Regions from separate parts of the Mus musculus genome. Here region 1 is linked to region 2. A link is a contact called in public HiChIP or PLAC-seq data. All regions are on one chromosome and are shown on one strand. The core of a region is the stretch at or near the end of the contact, and the rest is flanking DNA. Distances in the headings are between cores, read along the strand shown. Region 1 overlaps Ube2k (ubiquitin-conjugating enzyme E2K). Region 2 overlaps Smim14 (small integral membrane protein 14).

Region 1 (5,998 bases), core at 3,255-5,754, 85 kb after region 2:
TCTGGCTGGCCAGTGAACCTCAGGGGGAGTCCACTTCCATAGTGCTGGGTTTGCAAGTGTTTGTGTGATTGGAATTACAGGTGAGCCACCTGCCTCACACCCTCAGCATTCATGTGGGTTTCTGGAAATCTGAATTTAGGTCTCCAGGATTAGGTGAAAAAACTTCACTGTGAGATGTTTTAGAGGTGTTAGTAATTTCAAGAGAAAGATACATGACTTGAGAGTAATAGGACTTGGGCTTGATGTCACATACCTTTAATCTCAGTCTCTACAAGTGAATCTCTGTGAGCTCAAGGCCAGCCAGGTCTGCATAGTATCAGGATAGCCAGGCTACATAGTTTGCCCCATGCCCCTCCCCCAACAACAAAGGCTATAGGAAGTAATGTTTAGGGCTTAGTCACTATATATTAGTAGATAGTCTCAGAACAGTGTTCCTCAACCTTCCTAATGCTGCCCTTTAACACAGTTCCTCATGATATGGTAACCACCAACTATAAGATGATTTTTGTTATACATTTTAATCTCTTTACAAGCTTCTTCCCATTACAACTGCTGGGTGACTTCAAAGATTCAAATTGAATTATCAGGTCACTTTAGTTTTTCTTTTCATCCTTTTAATCTTGCATTATCTAGCTCCTGTCTACTTCCTACTCCATCATTCTTACTTTCTTATGTTGTACTTACTTCTTTATATTGGGGACTTTTCAGTTTCCAAACATGCTAAACCTCCTCTCTGTTTTACTGAGGATGGACTTGCTGTGTGATAGGTCAAGTTTCTAAGTTGGGCTTTTATTATTTTTGAGACAGGGTCTCTGTGTAATCCTGGCTGCCCTGGAACTTGGGATATATATAGGTCAAGTCAGTCTCCTGAGTATGGGAATTATAAAGTTTATAGTTTGTTCTTTTAAAAGTAGCTTTCTCAACTAACCAGTACCCCGGAGCTCGTGACTCTAGCTGCATATGTATCAGAAGATGGCCTAGTCGGCCATCACTGGAAAGAGAGGCCCATTGTACTTGCAAACTTTATATGCCCCAGTACAGGGGAACACCAGGGCCAAGAAGTGGGAGTGGGTGGGTAGGGGGATGGGCGGGGGAGGGTATGGGGATAGCACTGGAAATGTAAATGAAGGAAAATACCTAATAATAATAAAAAAAAAATACCATGCCAAAAAAAAAAAAAAATAGCTTTCTCAGCCAGACAGTGGTGGCGCACACCTCTAATCCCAGGACTCGGAGGCAGAGGCAGGCGGATTTATGAGTTCGAGGCCAGCCTGGTCTACAGAGTGAGTTCCAGGACAGCCAGGGCTACAGAGAGACCCTGTCTGGAAAAACCAAAAAAAAAAAAAAAAAAAAAGAAAAAGAAAAAAGTAGCTTTTCAAGGAAGTCTCTTTTTAGATATTTTTCTCTATTAAGTACTCTGATGCTTGATGCTTGCTTTCTTTGTTTCTTTTCTTTTTCTTTTTTCTTTCTTTTTTTAAATTTGTTTTTGTTTGAAGACAGTTTCTCTGTGTAGTCCTGGATCACTTCAAATACTAGGTTGCACTGGAACTCAGACTCACCTGCCTCTGTCTCTTGAGTGTTGGAATTAAAGACTTGTGTTCTTGTGTTTGTCTGTCTGTCTGAAACAAGGTTCTTTTATGTAGTCCTGGCTGTCCTGGAACTCACTCTGCAGATCAGGTAAACCAGGTTGGCCTCAAACTAGCAGAAATTGCCTGCCTCTAGTTTTTTGATTGTTTTGGTTTGGTTTTCGAGAGACAGGTTTCTCTGTGTAGCCCTGGCTGTCCTGGAACTCACTCGGTAGTCCAGCTGCCTCTAGTTCTTGAGTGCTGGGATTAAAGATGTGCATCACCACTGCCTGCCTATTCTCATAGTTTCTTATACATTTGAAAGTTATATATTTAGTTGTTCTGTGTCTTTATACTAACAGTACTAGTAATAATGCCTTGCAATAGTTTTTATATTTATATTTATCATATCAGTTCAGGGGCCTTGCCTAGCATGCAGGAAAAGGAGGGTTCAAGCACCACATAAATGGGTTGTGGCAAATGCCTGTAATCCCAGCACTCTGGTGAGAGGTTGGTTAGGGCTTGGAGAGGAGTATTAAAAATTCAGAATCATTCTTGACTGCATATCTACTTTGAAGCCAGCCTTGGGACACATAAAAGAAAGTTTATAATTTCATTTTGCTCTTTAGGTTTTTGAAGTATGATGACTGGAATGAAGGCCAATAATTCTAACCTCACATTATTACTGTAACTGGAGAGGCTATTATTTTCTGGTTCTCTAGCTAGAATAGCATTGCCTGTCCAATAATACAGTAGCCATTAGCCACATTTGACTTTCTTTGTCAATGTCAGGTTCTCAAAGTCTGCCTTTGACTTTGGCAGGGGGTGGGTGTCTCATGTGCTGTGGCTCACAGGCAGAGGTCTGAGAGCAGCACCTTTCAAGAGTTGTTTCCTGAATTCCTTTACCATGTGGGTCCCCAGATCCATTTTGTCCATTGGGTAGCACTGATTTACAGTTTACTCTTTTTGTTAGTTTTGAGATCTCACTGTGGAGCTGGCTGGCCTGACTATACTGTGTAGACCAGGCAGCCTTTGCCTCTGTAGTGCTAGGATTAAAGGTTTTGTGACCCACACCAGGGTTACGATTTGTTCTTAATAATGACTGTAAATGTTTGCTTGATCTCACTTTCCTATTATATCTCAGTCTCTTAGTTTTCTTTTTTTAAAGATTTATTTATTTTATGCATGTGAGTACAATGTTGCTCTCTTCTCAGACACTAGAAGAGAGAATCAGATCCCATTACAGATGGTTGTGAGCCACCCTGTGGTTGCTGGGATTTGAACTCAGGACCTCTGGAAGAGCAGTCAGTGCTCTTAACTGCTGAGCTATCTATCTCTGCAGCTCCAGTCTCTTAGTTTTCATGTCAACTTTACTTGGGGAACATTAAATGGCCCATGCTTCAGTTTTGTTTAATCCATTTAGGGACTGCAGGTGTAACTCTGGTAGAACAACTGCTTACCAAGCTCACGGAACCTGGGCTTGGTCCTCACACACATCCCACATGTTCATATACAAATCCTGGCTTATATCTTAAGTCATTGAAAAATAGGTTAGAGGTAAGTAATGTATATTAAATGTTGGGAGAGGACTGTGTCTGCTAGGTATGGTTGAGGGAGGGCTTATTAAGGGAGAGTACAAAGGCTCTGGACTGAATATGGCCATGAAAGGAGGGGTGGGGAGTGAGAGAGAAAAGAGGAAAGGGATGGTGGTTTGGGGCAATCTGAAAAAGAGATCAGGAGATTCAGGTATGGAGGCAAAATGGCTGTTATATAGCTAAGTGGAAGCTCAGCCCCATGGAGGGAGAGGCTTAGGGTAGGAGGTCATGTGAGAAGTGCTGGGAAGAGCCACAGGTACTGGGCAAGACCTCTTCCAGATTTCTTTGAGATTTAACAAATGTAGCTGCTAAGCTTTAAATATCTTTATTTCAAACAAGGCATGGAGAATCAAATTTTTCTCTTCCATCAATTTGTTGGTCCACTTTCTCTTCCTCTAAGACAAGTTATCATTATGTAGTGATTTTTTTTTGGGGGGTGGTGGTGGGGGGTGGTTCAAGACAGTGTTTCTCTGTATTGCCCAGGCTGTCCTGGAACTCAATCTGTAGACCAGGCTGGTCTGGAACTCAGAAATTCGCCTGCCTCTGCCTCCCACCTGCTGGGATTAAAGGCATGCAGCACCACTGCCCAGCTGTCTCATTATGTAGTGGAGGCTGGCATAGAATTCACTGCCCAATCTCCTTTTGTGTGAGTTTCCTAAGAACTGGGATTGTACATTTGAACTACCATGCCCATCTTAACAGTTTTTTCTACTGGGGCTGGACAGATGTAATTCAGTGGTAGAGTTACCATTCTAGTTGGTGGCATGAACATGGGAAAATGTAGCCTAAAATGAGGAGGACTAAAGTCACATGCAATCACTTTCTTTAGGGCATAATAGAATTTACATTCTGAGGGTTAAGCAAGATCATATGAGCAAAGTTCAGGTGAGTTCAAGCTGTATACTGTCATGAGGACAGACCCTGCTTGGAAACCTCATCAGAATAATAGAAGCAGGACCTGTAACCTGAAGTAAACCTACTCCTACTTACCATACCTGGGAGGGGCACAGAAGCACATTCTAGGAACAGCCCATGCATGGGAGGAACAGCTCACAGACTCTTCTTGATCCTCATACTTCTGCATCTTTAGTGCTTGCATATGTGTGGGCCTGGCTACCAGAGGTTTTACACGGAGATCTCTGGCCAGGCTTGGTGCGAGGGTTCCCCGAAGGGAAGCGAATGCAGGCAGGGAGGGGAAGTTACTTCCCTGCTTCTGCTGTGCTGGTTGTCTCCACTTCTCTGCCATGCAGTAATTCTTCACTGAGTCGGGTCGGGCTGGGCCGAGGAGAAGCTGACTAGCGAGAGTGCGACAGGACCTCAGGCAGCTCTTTGGGAGAGCCGACCTCTCCCCAAGTGTTAGAGCTCTTAGGACAAAGCCTCAGATGACGGAGTAGTTCTCTCCCTGCATGGGACTTATATACAGTTTTGGGGATGATCCAGGGTTTGACAGCAGGTGCTTTTTATTGGCTTGGACTGAGTTTGGGGAAACCTTATTTGTATGTGGGAGGGCTTGGTGCAGCTAGTACTTGATTGATGCAGCATGCCTCTCTGCAGGGGGGCTGTGGGAGGCTGTAGCTACCTCTGCTGCTGTAGCTGTGTGCTGCGAGCACAGTGGGATACCCAGGAGGCGTGGCCAAACTCCTGCTGTCCCTTGCTGTTGGAAATCTCCGCCCACCACGGGGGCGGGGGGGGGGGGGGCGCTCCGGTTCCAGACCTGTGCTCGACCCGGGGGACCAGGCACAGCTCACCACCCCACAGATATGTACTACTGATCTCAGCTGGATATTTGGATTAAAATTTCATTTTCGAATAGATAAAAATAAGGTGTATGAAAACTTCTTATTTAGGTTCTCCTCTGACCTCCGTGGGCACCAGACAAGCAAGTGGTACACAGACATATGTGCATGCAAGAACCTATATTCACAACAACAAGTACTTTATTTATGAGCTAGTAATGTGTCTAAGCTGGGTAGTGGATGCTTACCCTAGCATGTGCAAAGTCTTGCTTTGATCCTCGATATCAAATATTTATATGGTGGCACACACCTAAAATCCCAGCATACAGTAGGCTGAGGCAGAAAGATCTCTACAGGTTTGAGGTTGGCCTGCATTACATAGAGAGACTGAAAGGACAGTAATAGCATCAGTTGCTACTTTGTACTCAGCATTAATATGTTAAGGATTACTTCTTACACTTTGTTTTCCTTTCACCTCTGAAAATGTATTAGAACCCTTTTTGGAGTCGATGAAGGATAGAGTTGGGATTTGAGCTTGGGCCTAGTACATGCTCAGTATACCTATTCCCAGCCTGAGGACTGCATTAGATTTTGCACTGTTTTTCCTCCGTGCATGCGCGCGCGCGTGTGTGTGTGTGTGTGTGTGTGTGTGTGTGTGTGTGTGTGTGTGTGTGTATACATGTGTCTATATGCACATGTGAGTGCAGGTGTAGGGGTTGTTGGTTCTTTCCTTCTACCATGTAAGTTCTAGAAATTGCCACATTTGGTGACAACCCCTTTTATCTATTGAACCATGTGGCTGGCCTCCTTTTCCCGTCCCTCCAACCTCCTGCATTTCTTCTTTTCAGGCAAGGTCTATGTAGTCTAGGCTGGCCTCAGCTTTGCTATGTAGCTGATCTTAAATTTCTGATCCTCCTCCTTCCACCTTCCTAGTTTTGGGATCATACTCAGCCAGGACTTCATGTATTCTAGGCACTGTTATTGAGCCAAGTGCTGGACCCAGAATTCTGTACTTTCTCATTAGCAATATGGTCATTCATTTTCCTTCACCCAGATTATCTTCAATGTTCTATGCTGTTTTGCTCTATTTTAATAGTTACAT
Region 2 (5,740 bases), core at 1,237-3,736:
CACTGAAACCATTAATTTTCTTTTTGAACAAGATCTCGCTTTACAGCTATGACTAGCTTGCAACTGGCTATGCAGACCAAACTGGCCTTGAATTCGCAGAGATCTGTTTGCCTGTCTCCTGAGTGCTTAAAGGTGTGCAACACCACAAAACCCTTTGCTAGGATGTTAAGGCTCCAAAACTGTTTCTTGGTTTTTCTTCCCAAATTTTAATGACACTGAACATCTTGTCAATTTATCCTTTTTCAAATTCTTTTTGTCTAACTGAGTCCAGGGGTATTCTCTATTATTAGCTTTTAATCACCTATCATGTAAAATTAAGAATTTTTTTATAGGGCTGGAAAAATGGCTCAATGGTTAAGAGCCCTTGCTGCTTGTCTCTAGGACCCAAGTTTGGTTTCCAGAAGCCATGTCAAGTGGTTGACACTGGCTGTAATTCTACATCAAGGAATCCTATGTCCTCCTCTGGCCTGGAGACACACGCAGGTACATGTATGCGTTGCCCACACAGACATACACAGCTTACTTGCTTTTCTCTGACCTAAGTGGCTCCAACGTTGTATTTGAAAGTAGGGGAGGGAAGGACGAGCTCAGCATGTGTAGCACAAGCTCTGTAAGCCTAATGGCCTGGGCCTGAACCAAGATACTGTGAAGGAGAGGACCGACTCCCACACTGTTCCCCTGGCCTCCACAGATACAACACAGTATACGTGCATGCACACACTCAGATCTCTCTCTCATATATACAGTCATTCGTACATACAGATGCAAACACACAAAGTAAATTTTAAAATAACATTAAAAATAAATTATCTAAATCCAAGCACTTGGGAGGTAGTGGTAAGTACTTCTCTCGTTCAAAGCCATACTACTACTGGTCTACAGAGAATTCTAGGAAAGCCAAGGCTATACTGAGAAACCTGGTCTAAAGATGAGATAGGTAGGTAGATAGATAGATAGATAGATAGATAGATAGATAGATAGATGGATGGATGGACGGACGGACGGACGGACGGATGGAAAGGGAGGGAGGGAGGGAGGGAGGGAGGGATGTGGCCCATACCCTCAATCTCAGGGGGCAGGAGTTCAAGGCCAGGCTGATGTACTCAGCAAATACCAGGTCAGACATGCTATACGGTTAAGACTCTTCTCAAAATACTTGTTTTAGAGTAGGGTCTGGGGCACAAGGTATAGTTCCAGCTTTTTGGGAAGCTAAAGCCATAAGGTTCCATGTTCAGGATGTCTGGTCAAAGCCAGTCTGACCAGCTTACCAGGAAAAAAAAAATGTTCTCTGCTCCAAGGCCCCCACATGACTGCAGCTTGAATGTTCCTCAATTTTTGAGACTTTATTCTAAAAATATTCATCCTCATTCAACCTTTCTTTTGTCGATCATGGATTCTCTTTCTTCAATAAATGCTTGTTCTCTACTCCAAGAGGGATCTTGAGAAGGCTAAACAGAGAAACTCTGTCTTCTCACACACACACACACACACACACACACACACACACACTCGGGAGGGGAGGAGGGGTGACACTTTCAGTTTCCTCTTAAGAAAGAAGCTAGAAATTTCCATGTTCAATGTGAAATTCTTGTGGTTGAGGCTTTAAAAAACTATGCAGGGCTTGCACACAGCCAGAATTTAAACTGGGGAAGTGAAAAGAGGGATAGTATTTGAAATAATCATAGTGGTCAGAAGATAATAATTCCCCTTATTTTTCTATTTGAATGAAATTATATTTTGGCACATGGGTATGTATATTTTCATATACATGTTCATATCTGCACATACATGTGAATGAGAGATGTTGGCTGAAAAAATGTTGGGTGACTAGAGAGATGGTTTGGTGGCTAAGACTACTAGCTGCTCTTTCAGAGTAGTCAAGGTAGATTCCCAACACCCATGCTGAACTCCAGCTCTAGGGGACTGCATCCCCATTTCTGGCCTCTGAGGGGACCTACATTCATGTAGAGCACAAGCTCTCATGCACACTCAAGCACACACACACACATATACACACCCCAATAAAAGTAAATTACATCTTTTCTTTTTTTTTTTAAATGCTGGCTGATGCGATGGCTAGAAAGGCTGCTGCCAAACGACCTGACCTGAGTTCATGAGAACCACCAGGTAGGAGAGAACTGACTCCTAAACGCTGTCCTCTGCCCTCGGCCATGCCATGTACCAGAGTACACACATGGACATACACATGCACACACACAATTACTGCCTAAAAACTCCAAAACAAACCAAAGCCCTATACATTAAGCCACCCTGTCACTTAGTAACTAAAGGACACTTGTTTATAAAGAGATAAACACAAACAGCCCAAATCCTCACCATCTTGGTATTTGAAAGCATTCTATAACTGTTTACCTACAGGTTATGTGCCTAGGGGACAGAAATAATATGTCTCAGTGTACTGTGAGGGAGAGAATAGCATAAACAGGTAGGCCCCACTGTATGAGAAGATAAGGGCCGCATGAGCCAGAATGTGAGTTCTGGGTTAATCTAGATGCAACACAAGTATATCTCTCAAAACTGTGTCTTCTGAATTTACATGTGTATGTTCTAAAGACTTCTATTTTGGGGGCTGGCAAGATAGCCAGAGCTACTGGGCACTGGTGGCGCACACCTTTAATCCCAGCACTCGGGAGGCAGAGGCAGAGGCAGGCAGATTTCTGAGTTCGAGGCCAGCCTGGTCTACAGAGTGAGTTCCAGGACAGCCAGGGCTACACAGAGAAACCCTGTCTCGAAAAACAAAAAACAAAAAACAAAACAAAACAAACAAAAAGGTGGCCAGAGCTATTAAGAGCACTTTTGAGAGTTCTTTTAGAAGGCTTGGGTTCAATTCCCAGCACCCACATGGCAGCTCATACCCATCTGTAACTCCAGTTCCTGGACTTCTGACATCTTCACAGATGTACATGTAGCTAAAAAGAAAAAAAAAAAAAAAGAACATAAAATAAACTTAAACTTTAAAAGAATTCTACACTTTGGTCTTCCCTCTTCTTGAGTTTCATGTGGTTTGTGAATTATACCTTGGTTATTCCGAACTTCTGGGCTAATATATCCACTTATCAGTGAATGCATACCATGTGTGTTCTTTTGTGACTGGGTTATCTCACTCAAGATGGTATTTTCTAGTTCCATCCATTTGCCTAAGAATTTCATGAATTCATTGTTTTTAATAGCCGAGTAGTACTCCAATTGTGTAAACGTACCACATTTTCTGTATCCATTCCTCTGTTGAGGGACATCTGGATTCTTTCCAGCTCCTGGCTACTTTGATCCTTCTTAGAAGGGGGAACAAAATACCCATGGGAGGAGTTACAAAGTGTGGAGCAGAGACTGAAGGAAAGGCCATCCAGAAACTTCCCCAGCTGGGGATCCATCCCATATACAATCACCAAACCCAGACACTATTGTGGATGCCAACAAGAGCTTGCTGACAGGAGCCTGATATAGCTGTCTCCTGAGAGGCACCACCAGGGCCTGACAAATAAAGAGGTAGATGCTTGCAGCCTTCCATTGGACTGAGCACAGGGTCCCCAATAAAGGAGCTAAAGGGGTTTGCAACCTCATAGGAGGAACAACAATATGAACTAACCACTACCCCCAGAGCTCCCAGGGACTAAACCACCAACCCAAGAGTACACATGGTGGGATTCATGGCTCTAGCTGCATATGTAGCAGAGGATGGCCTAGTCGGGCCTGTAAGGCTCTATGCCCCAGTGTAGTGGAATGCCAGGGCCAGGAGATGGGAGTGGGTGGGTTGGTGAGTGGGAAAGGGCTAGGGTGTTTTCGGAGGGGAGACCAGGAAAGGGGATAACAATGTAAATAAAGAAAATATCTAATAAAAAATGTAAAAAAAACTATGAAATAAAAAAAATTCTATTTTTTTTAAAGACTACTTGCTTATGTGTGTGCGTTTGTGTGTGCAGAGGCCACAAGAGGGCACTGGGTGTCCTCCTCTGATATTCTCTCCCTGAATCTGGGCTACATTTTCTCAAGGAGGCTGGAAGCCAGCAAGTGACAGCAACAGCTTTGTCTCTGCCCTCCTCAGACACAAACTAAATGAGAGGCTGCTTGCACGGGTGCTGAGATGTGAACTCTAGTCTTCATGATTATGCAGCGAGCACCTTCAGCTTCCAATTCATTTCTCCAGTTCCCTATTTTTCTTGTGGACTGAGCCCAGAGACTTGTATTCTGAACTCTCCTACTGAACTATAGCACCACCCCAAGAAGGACGCTCTTTCTCCTACTAGTGCCCTTGTTCCCAGGGACAAGTACATCTCAAGTTTCTTGCACTGAGCAGGTTAAACTGTCTGAATCCTTTAATCAATCAGTAAATTTGTTGGTTAACGTTAATACAGAAGCACTCTGTATCAGTTGGGTGGTGGTAGAGCACACCATTAATCTCAGCACTCAAGAGGCAGAGGCAGGAGGATGCTGAGTTCGAGGCCAGCCTGGTCTACAGAGCAAGTCCTAGACCAGGGCTACACAGAGATCTACAGAGAGTTGCCTGCCTCTGCTTCCCAAAAGCTGGGATTAAAAGGCACCACTGCCTGGCAATACTTTCCTTTTTCCTTTTTTTTTTTTTTAAATAAAGTACTAATTTGTATTTTATATACATTGGTGTTCTGCCTGCATCTATGACTCTGTGAATAGGAATTACAGATATTTGTGAGCTACCATGTGGGTGTTGGGAATTTAATCCAAGTCCTTTGAAAGAGCAGCCAATGTCTTTAACTGGCTGCATCACCTCTCCAAAGAGCCCCAGCCCCCATCTCCACACACCATTCTTTTTTCTTTTCTTTCTTTCTTTCTTTCTTTCTTTCTTTCTTTTTTTTTTTTTTTTTGAGAGGTCTCAGGAAATCTACAATGGCCTTGGTACTCCTGGGTAAGTAACCTACTTCAACCTCCTAAGTGCTGGGATTAAAGCTAGAGGGATGTTTTTGTTTTGTTGTCTACATCTATTTAGCATGGTATGATTATTGTTACTAATTATGCCTAGTGTATACAATGAATCTTTATAACCTTTTCATAGAAAAATAGATAGGGTTTACTGCTTCATTGCCATAGAACTTACTGACATCAGCAGTTTTTCCCTTTCTTTATGAGATTGAAATTTTCTACCTTTTCACTGAAGGGGAATTCTTTACAGCCTTCTTGGCACTTCTAATGGCCAGGATCACTGCTCTTAGATTCAGGCCTGATACTGAAGTTAGACAAGCAGTCCAGAGTTCTGGAGCACAGACGGTAACTATGTGACGGACAAGCAAGCAGCACATACATCATGGACACACTGAGACAAGGGTGACTTACCTCCTGGTGGGACAGAAAGGAATGGGTGAGGTTGAACTGTGCTGTTCCAAATGGGGGAAAACACTGACCTGTGGCTCACTGTACAACAGCTGCCTGCCCCAGTGACGTACCCTACGTGACTAGCAAAACCAGTCAGGTCTGGAATTTCCTAATATGTTTACATTGAGCCCCACCTTGTTTTGAGGCAGAATCTCCAATTTATGTCACACTCTGTACTCTAGGATTGTCAGCCTGTAAACTTCCAGGTCGGAGATTCTCTTACCTGCCATTCTGCCTCAGGAGTGTTGAGATCATGGGCGTGCACCACTGTATCCAACTTTACAAAGGTGCTGGGGCTCAAACTTGGGTCATCAAGCCAGCTAGAAGCATAGGTGAGACCCTGCCTAAAACACCAGCACTTGGGAGGCAAAGGCAA

What was found. HiChIP or PLAC-seq counts read pairs in DNA pulled down with a chosen protein or histone mark.
Region 1: a contact with region 2 is called in an H3K4me3 HiChIP or PLAC-seq map of bone marrow-derived macrophages, with 2.5 times the contacts expected there. The contact joins two enhancer-like sites. A contact is called at or near these places in 4 of 484 Hi-C or Micro-C datasets (the 63-12 cell line, the AML12 cell line, LSK cells and 1 more), 2 of 115 datasets of contacts at active chromatin or transcription factors (bone marrow-derived macrophages and intestinal villus epithelium) and 3 of 9 other capture datasets (adipose tissue, liver and pancreatic islet).

Annotation. Positions count from the first base shown.
Region 1 is chr5:65,556,952-65,562,949 of GRCm38.p6, forward strand. All of the region lies in intron 1 of Ube2k (ubiquitin-conjugating enzyme E2K), which reads left to right. It overlaps Gm40309 (a long non-coding RNA gene), which reads left to right. Exons shown (of 2, transcript XR_868455.3): 2 at 1-5,998. Among named protein-coding and RNA genes, the nearest start is that of Gm40309, 18 kb to the left of the region's middle. Within about 2 kb of position 4,505, at least 35 of the 459 cell types and tissues checked have an H3K27ac peak or open chromatin away from gene starts, as enhancers often do. A contact at or near this core is called in bone marrow-derived macrophages, where this site is marked.
Region 2 is chr5:65,474,450-65,480,189 of GRCm38.p6, forward strand. The region is part of intron 1 of Smim14 (small integral membrane protein 14); the gene reads right to left. Among named protein-coding and RNA genes, the nearest start is that of Smim14, 16 kb to the right of the region's middle. Within about 2 kb of position 2,487, at least 47 of the 459 cell types and tissues checked have an H3K27ac peak or open chromatin away from gene starts, as enhancers often do. A contact at or near this core is called in bone marrow-derived macrophages, where this site is marked.